Linked DNA regions of Mus musculus: region 1 is linked to region 2. A link is a contact called in public HiChIP or PLAC-seq data. All regions are on one chromosome and are shown on one strand. The core of a region is the stretch at or near the end of the contact, and the rest is flanking DNA. Distances in the headings are between cores, read along the strand shown. Region 1 has its middle 64 kb from the start of Gm12519. Region 2 holds the start of Klf4 (Kruppel-like factor 4 (gut)).

The links. HiChIP or PLAC-seq counts read pairs in DNA pulled down with a chosen protein or histone mark.
Region 1: a contact with region 2 is called in an H3K27ac HiChIP or PLAC-seq map of the NIH/3T3 cell line, with 7 times the contacts expected there. The contact joins the enhancer-like site here to the promoter of Klf4 in region 2. A contact is called at or near these places in 14 of 39 promoter capture datasets (3T3-L1-derived adipocytes, the C10 cell line, cranial neural crest and 8 more), 11 of 484 Hi-C or Micro-C datasets (the STO cell line, adipose-derived mesenchymal stem cells, bone marrow-derived macrophages and 4 more), 19 of 115 datasets of contacts at active chromatin or transcription factors (the NIH/3T3 cell line, astrocytes, bone marrow-derived macrophages and 14 more) and 4 of 9 other capture datasets (adipose tissue, liver, macrophages and 1 more).

What each region holds. Positions count from the first base shown.
Region 1 is chr4:56,062,764-56,067,045 of GRCm38.p6, forward strand. No RefSeq gene overlaps it. Among named protein-coding and RNA genes, the nearest start is that of Gm12519, 64 kb to the left of the region's middle. Within about 2 kb of position 2,103, at least 7 of the 459 cell types and tissues checked have an H3K27ac peak or open chromatin away from gene starts, as enhancers often do. A contact at or near this core is called in the NIH/3T3 cell line and muscle stem cells, where this site is marked.
Region 2 is chr4:55,530,554-55,534,991 of GRCm38.p6, forward strand. Klf4 (Kruppel-like factor 4 (gut)) reads right to left here and starts at 1,922. Exons shown (of 5, transcript NM_010637.3): 1 at 1,314-1,922; 2 at 1,077-1,197; 3 at 1-430. The coding sequence starts at 1,318. Gm12506 (a long non-coding RNA gene) reads left to right here and starts at 2,157. Exons shown (of 5, transcript XR_390585.4): 1 at 2,157-4,295.

The DNA.
Region 1 (4,282 bases), core at 853-3,352, 530 kb after region 2:
AGAGGCATACTTTCAAGCTGATCACCAATCTTTTGCTGATGTGAATAGCTATTGAAAGTCTCAGCATTTTCTTTGGTATGACACAAGACTTTGGGTCAATCAACTCCATCTTTGAAACCTCAGACTCACAGGGTCTCCTTTATATCACCATAGCAGCAATTCTAAATACATTGCAAGCTTCACAAAATAAATTCTAGGGCCCATTGGTACATGTGTCTCTATTTAGATCTGTGGCTTCAGCATCATACAGGCCTTCCAATATGCTAGAAAAAGGACAGCACCATCACCCTTCTTTTCTCTTATGTAATCAGTCAACAATCCTGTCTGAAAGGAGATTTCCAATGGGCGTTTGATATCCCTGAGTGACTCTGCTGTATAAGGTGTAAAGATACCATGCTAACCTTATCTCTAACCTTCATTCTCTTCCCATGGACTCTGCAGCATCCCAGAATCTCTGCAGCTGTGGAGAACACAATAAGCTGTCCTCAGCCCTCTTCTCCACCAGGTCCTTCAGGGAATATGTCATCATCCTCCTCTTCTGTCAACTCAAGTGCCATCCTTGCCCTGACTCTGGATCTTGTCTTGTCTTGGTCTTGGAACCACATCTCTCTTTTTTTCCCATTTATTGTTAAGTTGTTCATTCTTTTTTCCATTTTAAATGTTATTATTATTGTGTGTTGTGTGCATGCATGTGCATGCACATTTTCTATGTGGGTGCAAGTGGCACCCCATATATGCTACCGTGCCTGTGCCACGATGTGTGTGTAGAGGATAACTTTGTGGAGTTGGTGCTCTTCTCTGGTTTTACGAGTTCTCTCACCACAAACCTTTATGCCTTTACACCCCTGCCCCCACCAAGTCACCTTCCCAACTCTCACTTCTTCCATTCTTAAATGTAAATGACCCACCTCTTAGTTTTCAGGAAAGTTCTCACTGCTCCTCCTGTTTTTCTTGAACTCCACACAGGCAGCCTTGTTCACTCTCTCCCTCCTGATGATTTCTCAGTCCATCAGAATCTGATCTTTCTATACCACTGGCATCACTCCTTGGTTCCTGTGGATCCATTTCTTGGAAATCTAGACTTTAATCACTTCCAAGGCATTTTTAATTTGGATTCTCAAAAGGAGTTGAAACTATCAACTACTCTCACACTTTCAAAGACCCTCCTTTTCCTTAGATGGAAAGTCCTTCAGCTCTTCCTACCTCTGTAGACATTGCCATTTCCACTGCAGACTTGTCTCTCTCCTGCTTCCTCCACATTTGGGTGTACACTTTATGAATCTGTGTGAGTGATGCTAGGCTGCATTGGCAGAGAGCTGCTTTTTGTTTGTTGTGCTTCCTGTCCAGAGCAAGGGACTAGCAGGTCGCCTCTGAGAACCATGGGGCATCACTCCTTGACATGAGCAAAGTTGAACACTAATGAAAGAAATTCTAATTTTTTTCCTTTGGATTTCAGAATGGTTTGGGTGACAACCATTTGCATAAGAATATTTAGATTAGTTACTGTGTGCTTCTCTCATCATTGTGTTTGGGGAATTGAGAGCCGTGAATCATTTGCCTTAACAGAGATTGAGGTTGAGTGAATCAGTGTTCAATTGACTACACTAATGGACACCCACTCAGTAACACTAACACCTAAATTTGATACTGATGACAAGATTCTGGAATTCACTTTGACTGACTAGAATAAGACATTTGGGAGCCTTGGAGAAGTATGAGTGTATTTTGCATGTGTAAGGGATGGGAACCATCAAGGGTTAGGGTCAGACTCATAGCTAGCCTTCTAGGCATCTCTGAATGATCCCAGTCTGTGGATTTCACATCCTTGTACAGACACCCCCAATATTAGACAGAGCAGGCCAGCAGGCCTGGACCATGAGTAAGCTATTTCAGAAACGACGGAGTGTGACTTTTGAGTCTAGGTCATGAAAAACAAACTGGCTTCTTTCTTGCTGACCCTCTGTGGGATTGGTCATATGGAGGAAGCCAGATGTGATGTCAGATGAGCATTGGGTGGCAGTAGGGAGAGTTCTACATGGCACTGAATGAAGCCCTCCTGCCAATAGCCGGGCAAGCCTTCAGAGGCAGCTGTTGTAGACTCCCTGAGAAACCCTGAGTCATAGCCTCCACATAAGCTCTTCCTGGATTCCTAACCCCCAACACAGAGATGTATGTTTGTTATTAAGCTTCATTGTCCCCAGTTTGGCCAAGTCATGTGGGCTCGTATCTGAATCATGGCAGCTACTTTCTCTCTCTTCCTTTCCCCTAATTCCCTTTCCTCATGGGGACCTGTGCAAATGGAAGAACATAAACCTATGTAGACCCCATTCTTCTCAGGACAAAGCCCAGGTCTGACTAGATCTGAGCAACACGACCCGTGGTGGCTTTCTGAAACGTTTCTCTCATGGCTCTTTTAACTCCAAGTTCAGACCAACCACCAAGATGTCTTTCATTGTACAGGCCTTTGTTCCTGTTTCTTGGTGTGGCTTTTCATATAGGCTTCCTTCTTCATGTAGTACTCCTCTGACCTTTTTTCCCCAATCTGTTATTCTCTTCTTTTTGGCCATCACATCTGTAAGGAACCCATTCTGATCTTCCCTACCCATGATTGGAGATGACTTTTTTTTTCTGCTCTGTGTCAATGTATTCCCTATTTTATGTTAATTACTCTTTCCATCACTGTGATGAAACAGCTGACATAAACAAGGCATAGGGTAGGAGATGTTTATTTTGACCACAGTTCTAATATGACAGAGAGGCTTTTGAGTGTGTTGATGGGAATGTGTTAGCTGCTGCACCTTCCTATGACAGTAGACAGGAAGTAAAGAGATACTGGTAACCAAGGTAACTACAACCTTCAAGGACTGACTCCTTGTGAAACATCCCCACTAGCTTAGCCTCATACCCAAAGGTCCTACAACTTCTTAAAACAATGTCACTAGGAGCAGACCCAGTGTTCAAACACAAGATCTTGTGGATGACATTTCAAAATCAAACCATAAATTTCCTTTACCACTCTTCTAAGCATCCTGTGATATGATTGACTTGTTATTGGCAGTGGGGATATTAATAATTTCTTATAATTGAAGCTCTCTGGATCCCCTGGTAAATGTGCTATGAAGACACTTCCTGTACTTAGGATTTCTACACCTTGGCTTTGATCTCCAGACTTATCTGATTTTACTAAGGGCAGGCTGGAAACATTGAAAAGCTGAGCAGCTCAATCAACAAAGCAAAAGAACTGGTAAATACATAGTTTACCTTCTTTACCCTAGTGCCTACCGCATTTCTAAGATATGCTAGACAAGGCTCCAGTGAATTGGAGCCTTCTGTGAGCACAGGAATTCTCTCCACACGAACATACCCTTAGTTTATCGTTTTGTCTTTCCCACTTTCCATTCTAAACCCCCTTACAGCTTCACACATCCTTTTCCAACAACTTTCACACATGTCCCTTCTCTGAGGGTCTGACTCCATAGCAGGTACCTGCCCCCAGGTGCACTCATTTACTTAGCATTTACTACAAGCTGTTGGCCAGGCCAAGCTTTTTGTTTGGATTAAATATATTAGTTCTCTTAGCAACACAATGAGATAGGTACTAATCCATAAAAGTGAGGTAATAGTGCTTAGTCATAGGACTGTTCTGGGGATTAAATGGGGTAACATGGGTAAAGAGCTTAGCGTGTGGTAAGACTGGGGGAGAAGATAGACATGAAGGGCTTAGTGAAGGCCTCAGTGCTGGTCTCTATGACCAATCAATTGCCCAAGATCACTTGAATGCTAAGTATTGGATTTTTACAGAGTTCTGATAAATTCTAGAGTGTTCAGTCATCATCCAATAAGGGTATTTCAGTTATTTTTCACAGCAGACTATAAGGTATTTAAGAGTAAGAACTACACTTAATATATTCAGCTTTATTTCCAGAATCTAACATTCAGATGATAGAAAGAAAAGAAACTTGTATTGAAAACATCTATCTTTTGGCTCCTGCTACACATTCACTTTGTATTACTCATTCTTATAAAACTTTGTTCTGTGATCCATTAAAATAAACCGAAAATTCCTATCTGAAAACAATATGTTGGTTTTTTTCCCCTGTTTAGGATAGCTTGCTTGTTTCATAGACAGAAGTACCTGGCTTTATATTTTTCTCACATATAAAAGAAGCAAAGATCACATTCCCTATCATTGCTATTGTCTGTTACACAGCAAATCACCTTGAAATTGAATAGCTAAAGACAACACACACACTTATGAACTCATATGGTTTCTGAATTCAGA
Region 2 (4,438 bases), core at 672-3,171:
CCGCCAGGTTGAAGGGGGCCGTGGGAGGTGGCGCAGATTCTCGGCTGTAGAGGAGCCCTCCACCTGTGTTGCTGGCAGCCACGCCCGGGTCACCCCCGGCCCGGATCGGATAGCTGAAGCTGCAGGTGGAGGGCGCGCTGGCAGGGCCGCTGCTCGCCGGGGAAGACGAGGATGAAGCTGACGCCGAGGTGGTCACGGTGGCGGCCACCGATTCCTGGTGGGTTAGCGAGTTGGAAAGGATAAAGTCTAGGTCCAGGAGGTCGTTGAACTCCTCGGTCTCCCTCCGGGCTAGGAGGGCCGGGTTGTTACTGCTGCAAGCTGCACCAGCTCCGCCACTCTCCAGGTCTGTGGCCACCGTCGCCGCCAGGTCGTAGGGGCGGCCGGGAAGTGGGGGAAGTCGCTTCATGTGAGAGAGTTCCTCACGCCAACGCTGCAAGAACAGGGAGGGAGAGAGAAACTGTTAATTGTAGCACCCTGTTGCCACCCCTAATATTGACTTGTTGGGTGAAGCACACCAACACCCTGCTATAGGAACTGGACAGAACAGGAAGGCAGCCTCGGGGACTCCAGGGGCCACACTGCAATCTCAGCTAACACCAAGGTAAGAGGTGGCGCGTTCGTTCTCCTGCAAGCTAGTGCCGTCGCTCCACCAGCCCAGTCCTCTTCCCCGCCAGATCCGCGGGACGCTCCAGCCGCCCACGGAATTGGGACACTGGGACACGGTGGCTTTCTCCCCATGCACCATAGCCACCGGGTCGCCCACGCGCTACGATCACTCCGGCCCAAAGGGTCTCGAGACTTGTCCACCTAAAATATAGTGGACTGAGTGCGCCCACCCCACGGTCCGGACGCCCGAAGACTAGTGGGGAACCGCTGTGCGCCCCTGGCGGTACCGCAGTGCCGGGACCACACGCACTTAAGGCCGACTCAAGGGCCGAGGAGCCACCTCGGAAGGCTGTAGAGTTCCAATGGAGGGCAATCCTTGTCCTAACCAAGGACTCTTGGTGACCCCCGGATTCCGCCCATACACCCCACCCCATCTGCAGAAATCTACAGGGCACTAGCGCGACACTCACGTTAGTCGGGGCACCTGCTGGACGCAGTGTCTTCTCCCTTCCCGCCGGGCCGGACGCGAACGTGGAGAAGGACGGGAGCAGAGCGTCGCTGACAGCCATGTCAGACTCGCCAGGTGGCTGCCTGCGGGCCGGGCGGGGCGCACAGGGACCAGGAGTCAGGGGACACCCTGGCCACTGCTCCGAAGCTTCCCTCCAATCCTCACCCCTTTCTGTTCCCAAGTCCAACATCTCACCTACCTCATTAATGTGGGGGCCCAGAAGGTCCTCCGGAGTCCGAAGAAGAGAGAGGGGTACCTGAGCCCCAAAGTCAACGAAGATTAAAAACTTTAGAAACAAAACCTCAAACCAAAACCCCCAGATTGCCCGAGATCCTTCTTCTTTGGATTCAATATAAACCGGCGATGTCTTTAAAAAAGTTCCTTTGTATACAAAAATTCTTAGAAAAGTTGTAAACTCTTATAAAAATAGACAATCAGCAAGGCAGATAAGTAGGTCCGATGGCCAGGCTGCACGCTCTTGGACTCAGCAGTGTCCCCCACCGTTGTCGCGGCCACTGTGGCTGTCGGCGGCGCGGGGGCTGTGGTCCGGGCGGTGGGCGGGCGGCGCCGCCAGGTGAGAATGGCCGCGGTGGCGCGGAACTGCGAGCTGGGCGGTGGCGCGGGGTGCGGAGTCCTGGGGACTGTGCCGGGTGCGCGCGGCCATGGGCGCGGGTCACGGGCGGGTTGCTGGGTGGGGGGCTGGAGGGGCGGGGAGGGGCACTCGGCGGCTCCGGGTGCCGCCGCCGCCCGCCACCGCCTCTGCTCCCCGCGCGCCCGGAGCCGCGCTCGCTCTCTTGGCCGGGGAACTGCCGGCGGCCGCCGCGCGCTTCTTACTTATAACTTCTCGCTCGCTTGCTCCCCGCCTCCTCCCTGTGGCGGCGCGCGGGGCTCCGCCGCCAGGCCCCGCCCCCTGCCTTTCTTCTCCCCGCCTTCCCGCAGCCCCCACTGCGCGTTGCCATGGTAGCTAAATAAACAAACTCCGCGCACGTGGGGGCGGGGGCGAGGGAGGGGCGCGGGCGGGGCGGGGCCAGGCCGTGACGCCAGCCAGGCAGCTGGCGGGCTGGAGCCGTGCTGACGCCGGCGGCGGTGGCGGCGACGGCGGCTCCGGCGCTGGGAGTACGGCGTGGCTCCCGTGGCCGCGCTACTCGGGGTCCTCTGGGCGGCCACGGTCGGTTCCCTGGGCTCGAAAGTCCTGCCACGGGAACCCTGGCGGGGGACAGGAGGTTGGGGGTGTGTGTGTGTGGGGGGGAAGAGGCGGCGCGCCCCTACCCCTGCTCGCGTACGCGCTTGTCCTGTCGTCTGCGCACTCGAGAGCGCGATTATCCGCGTGACTCATCCAGCCCGCCCTCTCTCGCATACGCACGCAGACGCCGGGCCGTGTCGGCGCAGGGCCTGGCCTGGCGCGGGTGCCAGTGGGGCCTCCCGTAGGGTGGGGGTGAGGGCCGGGTGATTGGGGGGGGGCGCTAGGAATCTCAGAAGCTAGGAGAAGGGGTTCCGCGCCTGCTATGAAAGAGAGCGGCCGGGATTGGGCACGTAGTCATCTTGATAATGGAAGGAACAAGGAAGGCGTTCCAGATTTACATTGGGGGTGGGGGAGTGGGAACGCGGAGAGGGACCGAGGCGCGGAGATACCTTTCACCAGGGATCTCAAAGCTCTTTACAAGCTACGCACTCGCACTCTTCATTTTGAAGATGAGAAGTGAGTCATAAAGAGGTGAAGCGGCGAGGTAAAGGTCATAGGACAACTCGCTCCCATCAACTTAGGTTCTGAGCTAGCCAACCCACTCAAAGGGACTTCACTGGGAGGTGATCCTGCGCTGGGAAGAGGAGCGCTGCAATGGGACCCTAGTGCTCCAAAGTGGCACCTCAGGCCCTTGCCTACCGGGAGGGGAAAAGGCAGTCTTTGTTTTAGTCTTATTACTCCTTTTCCCATTCCCCACTACCCTCAGTAATTTTCCAGCCGGGAAAGGTTTTCGCCCTCATCTCTACCAAGTACTTAAAACAAAACAAAAACCGTGAGTGTGGTGTTCAGTATAACTCGCTAAACTAGGTTTACTTTTTTTTTTTTTTTAAGGCTAGGTGTTTATTTTGGATTGGGGAGCAGAGTTGGGCTCCGCCGCCCTCATGGTTGAACCCTGGCGGAGACAGCTGAGGGCGGGGACTGAAGAAAGGCACTCGGGAAAGGGGGTCGATGCTCCAGCATAGGCAGCGTGTGCACTCGCTCCTCTCGGGGCGTCGGTGCCACGTCCTCTGTCGTTTCACCTGTTTGAGTCCCGGAATCCTTGGGACCTATATTAGTTTTCTTCGGAATATTTGTCATCCTGAATTTTCCACTTCTGGCCGACCACAGAAGCGCTCTTGGAATGCATCTCTTCCCAATGAAGTGGGGCTGCCCAGTCAGTCTGTCAAAGGCAGGGCTCGAGCTGGGAGCCTTTGAGGAAGGACTTTTCATCCTTTCTCTTGGTTTTGGCAGAGGACTAGGCGCGCTAAGGGGTGGGGAAGAGCCCGACTTCGCCTGGAAAGTGGCGCTCCCCCTTCACGTGACCTCGAGGGGTTCATCCCCATTCCCTTGGAACTAGGCCAGTTTAACTCTGAAAATATTACTCGTTCAAACAAAGGAACAACAAAAAGAACACCTGTTCCCACCCCTTCGCCCCCATTGTGGTGTCAAGAAAGAAAGAAAAAAATTCTGGCTTGGAAAGCTAGGATTGAGCATTACTTTGTAAAGTGAGCCACTTTAAGGCCAAGGTCTCAAACCCTCGATGAACTTAGATGAGGATGTAAACACATAAAGTCAGTCAGGGCCCTAAACTCTTTCAGCTCGGTGGTTTTTATTTACCTAGGACAGTAGTCCCTCCCCCCTCTTGACCATCTAACCAGTAACCACCACAATGAAAAAAGATTTCACAGATGAATTGGAGAGCCACTATTATTATGTCATATAATCAAGGCAAGATTCTGAAACGCAACTGAAAAAGATGAAGTTTCCCAACAGCCTTCTGGAGGATAAAAGCCAGCAGGCAACACACGGGTTCTTCTTGCGATTGCATCATAAGAGGAAATCTGTATATTCATCCCAGATTTCTAAAAGAGCTATGAAGTTCCAGCTCACAACTCATCCCTTTCAAGGCAGGTGCCGGGTGTGACAACAGGGTTATGACCCTCCCTCTCATCAGAACAGGTAGGGCCAGAAGAGTTAAATCCCTGCCCCATATAATTTATAAACATGAGGCTGTGTAAACCTTTGATGACTAAATTGCACTCTAAAATAATAATAATAGAAGACACCCTTTAAAGAAGAATTAAATACTGGTGACTTTATTT